Regions from separate parts of the Mus musculus genome. Here regions 2 and 3 are each linked to region 1. Evidence: chromatin contacts called from public HiCAR-type and promoter capture Hi-C data. All regions are on one chromosome and are shown on one strand. Each heading gives the region's core, a stretch centred on a gene start, on an enhancer-like site or on the middle of the called end of the contact. The rest is flanking DNA. Distances are from core to core; before and after follow the strand shown.

What was found. Promoter capture Hi-C pulls out the DNA fragments that hold promoters and counts their contacts. HiCAR-type assays count read pairs that join an accessible place to other places.
Region 2: a HiCAR-type map of astrocytes shows a contact between it and region 1, with 2.6 times the contacts expected there. The contact joins the enhancer-like site here to the promoter of Kif18a in region 1. A contact is called at or near these places in 5 of 39 promoter capture datasets (the 3T3-L1 cell line, 3T3-L1-derived adipocytes, the C10 cell line and 2 more), 2 of 484 Hi-C or Micro-C datasets (cerebellar granule neurons and cerebral cortex) and 1 of 115 datasets of contacts at active chromatin or transcription factors (astrocytes).
Region 3: a promoter capture Hi-C map of hippocampal neurons shows a contact between it and region 1, with 2.5 times the contacts expected there. The contact joins the enhancer-like site here to the promoter of Kif18a in region 1. A contact is called at or near these places in 3 of 39 promoter capture datasets (cranial neural crest, hippocampal neurons and second pharyngeal arch cranial neural crest), 5 of 115 datasets of contacts at active chromatin or transcription factors (embryonic limb bud, embryonic stem cells, large pre-B cells and 1 more) and 1 of 9 other capture datasets (pancreatic islet).

What each region holds. Positions count from the first base shown.
Region 1 is chr2:109,278,334-109,282,114 of GRCm38.p6, forward strand. Kif18a (kinesin family member 18A) reads left to right here and starts at 2,405. Exons shown (of 17, transcript NM_139303.1): 1 at 2,405-2,560. It also overlaps a transcript of Mettl15 not described here.
Region 2 is chr2:109,556,740-109,560,586 of GRCm38.p6, forward strand. No RefSeq gene overlaps it. Among named protein-coding and RNA genes, the nearest start is that of Bdnf, 130 kb to the right of the region's middle. Within about 2 kb of position 2,577, at least 17 of the 459 cell types and tissues checked have an H3K27ac peak or open chromatin away from gene starts, as enhancers often do. A contact at or near this core is called in astrocytes, where this site is marked.
Region 3 is chr2:108,845,846-108,849,596 of GRCm38.p6, forward strand. No RefSeq gene overlaps it. Among named protein-coding and RNA genes, the nearest start is that of Gm39905, 33 kb to the right of the region's middle. Within about 2 kb of position 2,371, at least 6 of the 459 cell types and tissues checked have an H3K27ac peak or open chromatin away from gene starts, as enhancers often do. A contact at or near this core is called in hippocampal neurons, where this site is marked.

The DNA.
Region 1 (3,781 bases), core at 1,155-3,654:
TGAAGTGTGTCTGCCTTTAGTTCCGCTGCTCCCAGCACCTACTTTGAAAGGGTGTTGTGGGTCAGGGGTTTCCAAAAGATCATCCTGGAAAAACAAGATCTCACTTTTAAGGGTTTTGGGGGGTTTTATTTTGTTTGTTTGTTTGTTTGTTTGTTTGTTTGCTTGCTTTAAGAATTGTTTTGATGTCTGGCGAAAGTTTAAATGTAACTTTCAATTTTCTGTCTACTATAAAATAATGGCTCCATGCATCATCCAATTTCTAACCAAAGGTGGAAATTTCAACCTTCTTAACCCTGTACTTTTGGGAAGTTCCGGTCCCCTACCCCGACTCTTTAATTTTGTTAAAAAGCATGAGGTTCTCTCGTCCTGTTATTACTTCTGCCAAATTCATGAGTTGACAACTGCACAATAATAGTATTGGTTGTATTGTTAAAACCTCTCTGTTTTAACCAAATGTATGATTCCTGGAGAGTATGGATCTCATTAGTGGAACCCTGCTATCAAGCAAGTGCAATGCAGAAGTGAAATTAAATGGGTAGTATTGGGATTACATGTGGCGACACTTGTAACACTAAGAAGCCTATATAGTGTGAATGTCAAAACAAGACAAAGATGGAATGTACATGCCTACTTAGTCATTTACCAATATAATTTTTCAAGATAACAAGATAAACATATTTTCAAACTAAATTAAAATATATTATAGTCACTTGACCTAGAAAGTATTTTAAAAACAAATGGCTAATTTTGACTTGGTTTCTTTTACAAGAGAAATACTTCCCTATAAAAGTTTTTCTAACACTTCAGTTTTCTCCTAATAAAATCAAAACAATATGTTTATATCTTATAGTCTGTTTTGAGAATAAAGTAAGGTAATGTTTAAGGGGTTAAAAATATGCCTGAGACACCAAAGGTCAAGCACTATATATGGAAAGAATATTTAAAACAAAATGAACTCTCCTCATTTTTTTTTTTCGAGACAGGGTTTCTCTGTGTAGCCTTGGCTATCCTGGAACTCACCCTGTAGAGCAGGCAGGCCTTGAACTCAGAAATCTGCCTGCCTCTGCCTCCCAAGTGCTGGGATTAAAGGCGTGTGCCACCACTGCCTTGCAAACTCTCCTCATTTTTATTACCAAACCAATGTCACAAAAATGATGATGGCATTAGTTGGTACATATACTATAATAAGAAATAAGTAGTCACTTTATTGACGCACTCTCCAGGGCTCAGAAAAAATTCATAAAACAAAGAATAATGTATAATTTGCAACTCTCCTGATTTTCTTCAGTAGATTTAAGACATAATCATAATCTATGGGATTTCAACGTAAAAATGTGACTAATAGTACTCTGCACTGCTGGGTGTGGTGGCCTATGCCTTTAATCTCAGCACACAGGAAGCAGAAGCAAGAAGATCTCTATATGTTCCAGCCCATTTGTGTCTACATGGCAAGTTCCAGGCCAGCCATGACTACTGGGCAAGACCTTGTTTAAAAATATAAAATAGATTAGATAGATAGATAGATAGATAGACAATAGACAGACACATGCATAAATCCTCTGCCCTGTAACATCCTATTTTTACAGAAATCTAAACTCCAGGAGGGAAGGGATGCTGACTTCAGTGTGTACTAATATGCTCCTAAAATCTGCAAGTAAGAGTTGCTTACTAAATAGAGTCATATAAACAATAACAATGTAATTCAGATCGTACTACTAAATTTTTCTAAAGGGTTGAGAATGTCAACTGATAAAAGGCTTGCCTAGCCAACAATACAAATATAAAATACCCTGCCAATTTTTTAATATTCCCTATGTTTTTAATGCATTTTTCTTTCTAATGTATACATTCAGAAATAATGCAATCTGAAACAAGAAGCCCATGATCCAATAATGTGACTAGGCCAATATATTTAAGTGATTTTTAGTTTGTAAGGTCATACTTGGAGCATGTTAAATGCTGGCAAATAGCAAATATTTTCGCAAATACCAAATATTTTTAATCAGTAATAACGGGAGCAGGCCAGGAAACCCTGACAAAAGAAGACTTGGGACTTGTAATTAATTCACATGGAGGCACCATACCTTCCAAAGCCTGAGTCCTAATCCTTGGGAACTTGACTAATCAGAAAGGGAAAAAGGACAAAATAACCCAGGCCCTTTTACAGGCCCGCAGACTCCGCCTCTCCCCCTAAGAGAAACATCACCCAAAGCCCAGGGCACCCCAGACCCTAGGACTGTGGCAATACTAAATATCCCAGGTGGCTGCTTCCCACCTGCACCGCCGCCCGAGCTCCGCCCACCTCCGTCACGGCTGCCGGAAACGACCGCGCGCGTTGCCACGGCGACGCCCAGGAAAGTAACTTCTCCTCCGGCATCTGAGGCCCAGCCTCTGGCGCCAAACTGCGAGTCGCTCAGGAAAACGTCTGACGTGCTGACGTCATCCGAACGGCAGCCAATGAGATGGATAGCTGGGGAAGCTGGCTTGGGTTTGAATTTGTGGCTGTGTTTGGAGCGCCTGGAAGCCAACTCTGCCAAGTTGTGACGGTCACTTCTTGTAGGTGAGTGAGGTGGGCGCTGTGTCTGGGGACGCGTGGGTTGATTCGAGGGTCGCCGGAGTGGAGGATCCGGTGTCAGGCGACAAATTAGCTTTCGGCGGGCGATGCAGGTCGAGGGTCCCCTCGGTATTGCGGCTTGGAAAGACCCGGAGCTACCGAGTGTGCATGACAAGGCGAGCCTTTCTCAGCACCGAGGTTCTAGGCTTCGCCACTGAACCCCGAGGGGAAGCTGGTCCCTTTCTCAGACTTAAACTGAGGACGCTCACAGTTCAGCCTCCTAGAGCGTGAGGTTCCTTCCGGATTCCAAATTCAGAGTGTCCTGCTTGGGCTGCACATGGGAGTGTGCGACTTCTGGGCTTTACTTCATGGGAGGAGCTTTTGTGCAGAGAGGCTGTCAGGTCAGTCTGGAGCCCAGTTGTAGCCTCAAGCAAAACCGGCCCTGACTGCTCACCTGTGATGCTGAAGGTCACGGAAAAAAAGAAACAAAGACAAAAAAGTGCCAGGAGGCCAGAAAGCAGCCTCTAATCCTGCAGTTTCTGCAGCCTTTTCAGCAGGAGCTCATTTGCCTTGCCTAGTACAAAAAAAGCCAATGCTGACTGTTGCTCATTATAATATGAATGGGGATTACTGGAGTAGAACTAATTTTGTTGGTGACATCAGTCCACTTTGTCCAGTTCCTACCTTGGGTTTTGGAAGGTTTTCTTGACCTTTGATGTTAGAGAATATGAATCCCACAGAGCTAATAAATAGTACTTGCTATTGAATTCAGTGTATGAAAAGAACTATTTCAGTCAGCAGGAATGATTTGCCTTGAGAGGTATTCTCATTGAACCAGTATTTACAGATATTTAAGATTTTTTTATTTTAAAGAGCATTTTGTCCCACTGTAGTTATACTTTTCAATAGACACTATAAATTGACTATGCTGTTAATGCTATGAAAGGCAATAGAAAAACAATTGGCCCACCACCAATACTGATAATCTTCCCTCGTGTTAGTAAGGCAGTCAAATCAGTGACTGACAGAAAGGTTTAAGCCAGATAGAAACTGTAAATGAGGCAAGGTCCCTGTTCTAAACCATGTCGAATCAGAATTTTCTACCTGAGTTGGGAATAATTCGTAGCTATGTCATTGTGCTTCTATACACCTGTTTGGAAGCATTTTCTTTTTCTCAGTCATGAGATTTGGATTTGTAGCTGGGTCCGCTTTCTGTCATATTAGTAA
Region 2 (3,847 bases), core at 1,327-3,826, 280 kb after region 1:
GGATAAAGTGTACTTTGTACAAATGGTGCATGTGTGTGTGTGGGGGGGGATGTGGGTGTGTAAGGGATAAAGGGAAAAATTAGTGCTGCTATTTCCTGCCACTTGGCTTTGATGGTGACAAGGTTTTCCCAACTCTTCAGATCTGTGCTGCCTCACATGGTAGCTACACTTGAAATGTGGCTATCAACCGACATATATACTAAAAGTTGAAGGTTTAGTTGTTAGATTTTTCTGTTGCTTTTTGTATTTTAGTACCATAAAGGCTGGTTGCATGTTTTTGGATGTGTGGGGAGGTAAAGCACCATGGTGGACAGAACATCGTGAAACAAGGATCACCTCAAAGGGCATGGAGGCCAGGAAGCAGAGAAAGACAAACAAGACAGGCAGAATACCCTTCAGATGCCTCATTCCTTCATCCTCCTACTAGATTCCCACCACTCCCAATAATGTCATCAGATTATGAGGCGATCAGTGAACCCATCCACTAATGAAGCCAGAATCACCATGATCCATTCACTGTCAAATATTCACAGAAGCTCGCGGCCAAGTCCTTAACACATCACACATGGACACACTGAATATACATGTGTGTGAGTCCTTTTACCTTGGTTCACACTGAAATGACATTTGTTACACTGAATTTTTAAAAAATATCTCATTAAAATTACTGACACGTCTTCCATTTTACTTGCTAAAATATGTCCACTACTAGAAAATCTTAGATTACATATTAAGGTACATTTTTGGTGCTTGCACATTTTTCTGTTAGACATCATGGTCCAATGGTTGAATAAGACATAGAACAACTATTCCGTTTTTCCAGCCATTCCTTTTTCATAATCAGTTCATTTAATGCCCAACAGCTGCTTGGAGCCACCGACTATTATTACACAATGCCCAGTTAATATTTTGAGGGGTAGTTGCCTGTCTGAATTTTTAGACTGTGGCAGCATGACCTTTCTTGCTACTTACATACTCAATTGGGTTTTTGCCAGAGATGATGAATAAAAGAGACAGAATCCAAAGCTAAGTTTAGAGAAAGCATTAATTGGAATTAACCATTTCAGACTGCACTTTGGTGTCACACCATCCATTCTCACACTCTATCCACATCCCACAGACACACTAGGACTGCCAATTTAACCACCAATTAGGAGGATCTGAACCAACTGTGTATATCCAAGAAAGAAGTTAAACAGATTACTGGTCTCAGGGGCCTCAAAAAGGTATTTGCCTTGAAACAAAAGAGTTTCTATGTTTACAATGTCATTCAAGAAAGGGAGCATATTGAATTGTAGTATATTGAATACTAAAATAGAGTCACTAGGCACTGAACATAGTAAATGACATAGAAGAGAATAGAAATAAATAAAAGACAATAGAAAACAGAAAAATAAAATCCACAGGGCTTTGACTGTATCAAGTCAAACACAGATACACATACAAACTCACACATATCACACACATGCACATCACTTATGATGGTCAGATGGTCATGTTGGAATGTATTTGATCTCTAGTAATTACACTAAGAAGCTTCTAATAAAGATTTATATAAGATTAGTTGTGATATTATATTTGATATAGAGCCTTAAACTTGAATATTCAATAAACATATAAGGAAGTAAGAGAAAGATAGGCATGCAGACAAGGAAGAGGAAAATAGTAAAAGGTAATTGGGAGAAGAGAGTGAAGAAAAGAAAGAATGGAACACAGTTGTTAGGAAATCTTAGTCTGAGAACCCCAGACCATCCACTGAAATGCTTCAAACTCCTTGGGTGCCTCAGTTAGAATTAACCATTAAACTTCTGGAATTTCTTTATGTCAAGTAATTTCCTTAGTATCTTCTCAAAGACCATACAAGTTCAATTTGAAAGACTCAAGGCAGCAGACACACACACATACTCACATATCACAAACACACAAGTTTGGACACACACATGCACACATGCAAGCACACAAACACACACACACACACACACACACACAAACACACGAGAGTCTCTTACTATCACATCACTCACAGTTTTGTTTTTCTTTCCACAAAATAATTTCAGTTTTCCTTTTAATGTTTATACCTGACCTCATCCCACAAAGTCTCTCATATAAGATACAAGGATTAAAATAAGACACTTAAGCAGTAAGAACTAGGGAACTAGGAAAATCAGATATGGAAAAGAAAGGCCAGATAAATGTAAATCAGAGTTCTGAGCCATGTGTTACACTGGCTGCTGGAGGGTGGCCTCAGATTTGGGTAACAGGTTGACCAGACAGAGTTCTGACTTCTCAACTATTTCTTCAAAACTCTTCTGGGTAGTAAAGCTTTTCAACCTCTTTGAGTCACTTCCTTTTCCCTCCTGGGCATTCCCAAAGGACAAATTGGTCTCCTGGTACTACACTGCAGTGGACAAAGAGAGGGGGAGGGGCAGGAGATGGAACGGGAGCCGCAATTAAGAAATACCGATTGCTGCCTTAATTGAGCTGAGGGGAAGCATGGAAGAGCCAGCAGTGTGGTTTGCGCCAACATCCTTCCAATAAGCAGTGTCTGTGTGGGGAGGAAGTCTGAGCCTTTCTCTCATCCATTCTCAGCATTCCCATCAGAAATCCCAGAAGCACAAGCCAGGAACTATTGGCAAGGCCAGGCCTGTGTGGGTGAGATGCTGTTCTCTACGCTTACTTCCAGCTAGACTTGCCTTGCCCGAACCCAAGCCCAAGACCAAGCCTAATAATGTCTCTTCTTTCTGAAAGGCTGTTTCAGGCAGTTGTTGGCAGTGTTTCACAAGGAATCCACTGTAGTACTATAGGGGGTGTCTAATTAGCCCTCCAATCACTGTGACCTTGGAGGTGGGTGATGGTGGGACCAGAATTATAGCTGGTGGCAGCTGGCTACAGCTGTCTTACCATGCCCTTCAGTGACTTGCCCAGACTTCCCCTCTCAGCCCACATTTCCTATTGAGAGGGTCTGAGTCCTAGCCCACTGCCTGATTAGAGAAGATGGTACTATTTTTAAAACCATTCGTCCCTAATGAGCTTCTACAGTTTCCAGTCAAAGCCCACACGAGGTAGGAGCTGGCCAGGGCCTGTGTCCTTAGCAGCTGACTTGGCCCAGAGGCCCTTAGCAGCCTCATTATCACAATTCCCAGAACCCAGGCCTCCCTCTGTCTATGAGCTTGTTACTTGTTAGTGGCTTTAGGCTGAATCATGTCTCCCCTGTATAGGGGAGAATGACAAAAATCTCCCCCAAAGCATCTCCGTCTAAGTCAGAAACTAAGCATTGACTGTGTAGTTATTTCCTTAGAATTGAAACATTCCAGAGCTAGCAGGATAGCTCACTTGATACAAATGCTTGCCATACAAGCCCGAGGACTTGAGTTCAAGCCCCAGTGTTCAGGTAAAATAAGATGAGCATGCTGGTATGTATGTCTAACCCCAGGACTGGGGAAGTGGAGACAGCAGCATCTCTGGGTCTCAGAAGCCACCCACTTTTATCTGTTTAGTTATCTCAGGCTGAGATACCCTATCAATCAATCAATGAACAAACAAACAGTGGATGTCTTCTGCGCAAGGACACCTGAGATTGGTCTCTAGCCTACACACACACACATTTCCTCCTGGAAAGAGACTAAGAAGTAAAACTGCAAGTCTTAGAACACTAGAAGGTTTATAGGACGTATAAGGCTCCTTTCCAAAGTTATATGAGTAGTAAATAATTACTAGGAAAGAGACTTTTCTATGGAGTAGCGAGCAAGTTGGACACAGAGTTACCCCTGATGCTGGCATGGCCTTTTGGTGATTTATCTGCCTTTGAATCACCCAGAGTCTTATAAATAATCCAAATAAGTTCATT
Region 3 (3,751 bases), core at 1,121-3,620, 430 kb before region 1:
GTGATACTGCTTCATCATGGCTTTGTCCACCTCTTCTACTGTCCTCCCACTTCTCCTCCCCCACTCTCCCAAACTTCTCATCCCACCTTTCCCCTCTCCTGTCCAGTCACAGGCTCTGGCCTTTATTGACCAGTTAGAAAGGGAAGAAGGATCACCTGAGAGCACCTGAATACATGCCAGCTTTTTGTTGGGGCAACCCCTCTTGAGGAAGCAGTATTAACATCAGAATACAAACAGCATCAGGGCAATCCATAACAATAACCCAAAACAACATTTACATACTCTCATAATATTATTTCTACAATTATCTAATTGACATTATATCACCTTTCTGAAAATTCCAAAATGCCACAGGCTACATTCGTTTTTGTTAATATATATCCAGGAGCTACTACATGTCTAACACACCGTGAATGTCAAAAACAAAATTTAAATAAACGTATATCTAATTACTGGAAGAAAAATATATAATTTTTTTCAAGATGTTTATGTTCTAAACCATAAGACCTGTAACTACATTGTATTGCCTGATATATTGGAATAAATGTTGTAGATACAACTAAGGTTGATTTTCTGTTATTCTGAATTATCTGGCCTGTTTAATCACATGCTTTTTGAAAGAGAAGAGGGAGGATGAAGAGTGGGAGGAGAGTGAATCAGTTAGAGGAAAACATGACTGAGGAAGAGTCACAGAGAGAATCAATACTGCTGCTGTTTGAGGACAGAATATGAGCTAAGAGTAAAGCCAGCTTATCAAAGCTAGAAAGCCAAGAAAAGTTTCTCACCTAAAGCCCTCAGAAGTTGCTAAGAGCTTTATTGTGCTCCAATATATGTCATAAAGCTGTAAGACAAGCTATAGCAACTCATGGAATTCTAAAATAATAAATCTGCATTATTTAAGTTTGTATGTTTATAGTAAACTTGCTACAGCATCAACAGGAAACTAATATGACCATTAGACCATTGTTTCCCCCATAGAAATTCAAAATATCTTTAAGACTTCATCTCAAGAAATACTCACTGAGAAAAAAAAGAATCATTAACAACCTAATGCATCACAACAGAATGTATATTATTTCAGCTAGAAAAAAAACCTATTAAAGGTGTTACTTTTAGCTTTCTCTCATATTATAGGTGTTTAAAAAAATGAAATTCAAGGATAGAAAGTAACTAGCAAAATAAAATACACATGTATAGCTGGTGGGAGAGGCTCTAGGGGACCACGTAGGCTGTGAGATAGTAAGAGAGAAACAATGAGGACAGCAAGCAAGACAGATTTGCATAATCTGTTGTTCATAAGGAGATCACGAAGAACAGTGTGAAGCACAGCATTTTTCTGCCTCTGAGACCAAAAGGCTGAGATCACGAAGAACAGTGTGAAGCACAGCATTTTTCTGCCTCTGAGACCAAAAGGCTGAGAGGTCTTTACCCATGTTTTAAAAAAGAATACTAGATAACAAATACTGCAGCAAGAACAGATTGGCTGCAAGTGGAGAAAAAGTACACTTTGAGTAGGATTTGCCACATGGGATTAGTGACTGTCTTCTTATCTGCTGCTCGAGTTTAAAAACATAATAATGCTCACATTATATAAATAGATCCCCTTGCTCTTTGGAACCAAAACCATGTGTGTTTAGGTTATAAAATGAAATACTGGCACGCAAGAGAGTTAGCTATTATGTTAACAAATATTGGTAGTTTCTTTCCTATCGTAATAAAGTAGGCCCTTGGTTCATGTCAATAGTGCCAGTTGCTTTTGGCAACAGTTTATTTAAAGTTATACTTTGGGGGCCTTAATTTCCTGATTTGTGTGGCCTTCTAGATCTGGACTATTCTAAGTAGGCAAATAACAAGCTAATTCAGAACAGCAACTTAGTCTGAGAAAATGGCAGTTTAATGAACACACAAATAATTTGCTCAAAAAATCAATGGCTTTGCTTTTAGCCATGAACTTCAGCTGGAAACTGTCATAAGAAGAGAAGAGGACTTGCAGTTCCAAAATGGAGAGCTCTGCATGAAGGCAGCCAACTACTGTAGTGTAATGGACATTCTAAGCTTGCTCAGTGTGTGTGTGTGTGTGTGTGTGTATGTGTGTGTGTGTGTGTGTGTGTGTGTGTGTGTGTGTGTGTGTGTGTGTGTGTTAAATGACTAACATTTTAAAACCTGAACAAGAATTTAATAGAATACACAGCCTTGCCATGACACAGGTATTTGCAAGGCTTGTTAATAGTGGCAACGATGATGCTGTTTTAATAGAAAGCACTATGAAAGTGCAAATTGTTATTAAAGAGACTGTGTACAAATTAGGGAGAAAATGACTAATAGTAACATATTGTTCTGGGATGTCTTCCCCCAAGCTAGGCAAAAAATATCAGTCACCCAGTCAGCCATCCTTTATTTAGCACTTAATCTGTTCCCCACAGTACCCAAGCTGAGGACGTAAGAGAAGCAGGTGGCCGTCACATTTGCAAGTACAACTAATTCTAATGGCTAATGTTTATCAAGAACTCACTATATGCCAGGAAGTGCTACCTGGATTACTCATCATCTTCAAACCCACACTGCAATGTGTAAATTTCCATTTCCACTTACAAGAATAATGAAAAAGTAGCTAAGAACTTACTTAGCTAAGTAAAGGCTATACAAGTAGTATGTGTGATGCCACAGCAGGTTCTCTTTCCACTCAGTTATGTCCTCTCTAAAGTGACACAACGTGTGTTATTATGAAGCTTCACATTAAGACCTTCAACACTGGTCTCATCAGCAAATTGCTGTCTATAGAAAGGAGTCTATCATAGGATAGGGGTCTGATACTGTAAATTATACCCAAGGTTATCTGGATTTCACCCCAGTTCCTCCAGGGGAGAAAGTTATATGATGTTCCCTACACATTTACATCTCTGTTACCTATCCCAGGGGCTATTAAGGGGGAACTCTTGTACAGAACCTACCAGCTCCTTTAGAAGGTTGTTATGAGATGCTAAGTACAGAACATCATGGACAAAGCTATAACTGGCACAATATAAATGTTGGTTAATATTTACATGAATCAAAGCATGAGGGGGGAAATTTGGCAAAAATGTCTTATAGGTAACAACAAATGAATAGATCTGATGAAGTGCAAAAGACTCATCAAATCTCTCCCTTTGCTTATCATCATTGAGAATGAGCCTCGGCATGAGGGATGCCTGCAGATTAACTCAGTTTGTGTAAATTATTAGGCTTGTCCTCAAGGAGCTTTTCAATAGTTATGCATTAGTTGCTGAGGTTAAATTAGGACAAATGGGTTTTTGTTTGGTCTCCAGGGAACCACTCAACTCCCCCAAGCTGAGCCTTCACATTCTTGTGACAGAGCCATTAGCCCAATCCATTCTTCCCGATCTTCTTTGAGGAATATCCAGCTCTTTTCCTCCAACAATATGTCTCAGTCAACCAAATGTCCACCTTGAAATGACAAAATGTATCATGTCACAAGAGCTTTTTCTGTTCCTCTCTCACCTTAATTCTCTGACAATTTACATCCTAAGAGATGCAGATTTCCAAACACATATTTTAATGTTTTGTATCTTATGCCTTCTGTAAGGTGTTTAACCTTCTGTATTGTTCTTCTAGCTCTCAACAGTTAATATTTCCCTTCTCAGCTTAAACAGACCTTCTATGTGGAGCCAGCTCTAATTTTTATGAAGATTCTCACATCTAGAATATCCAAAATACAATTTCCAAAACACAAGAAAATCAAGAAGAAGGAAGA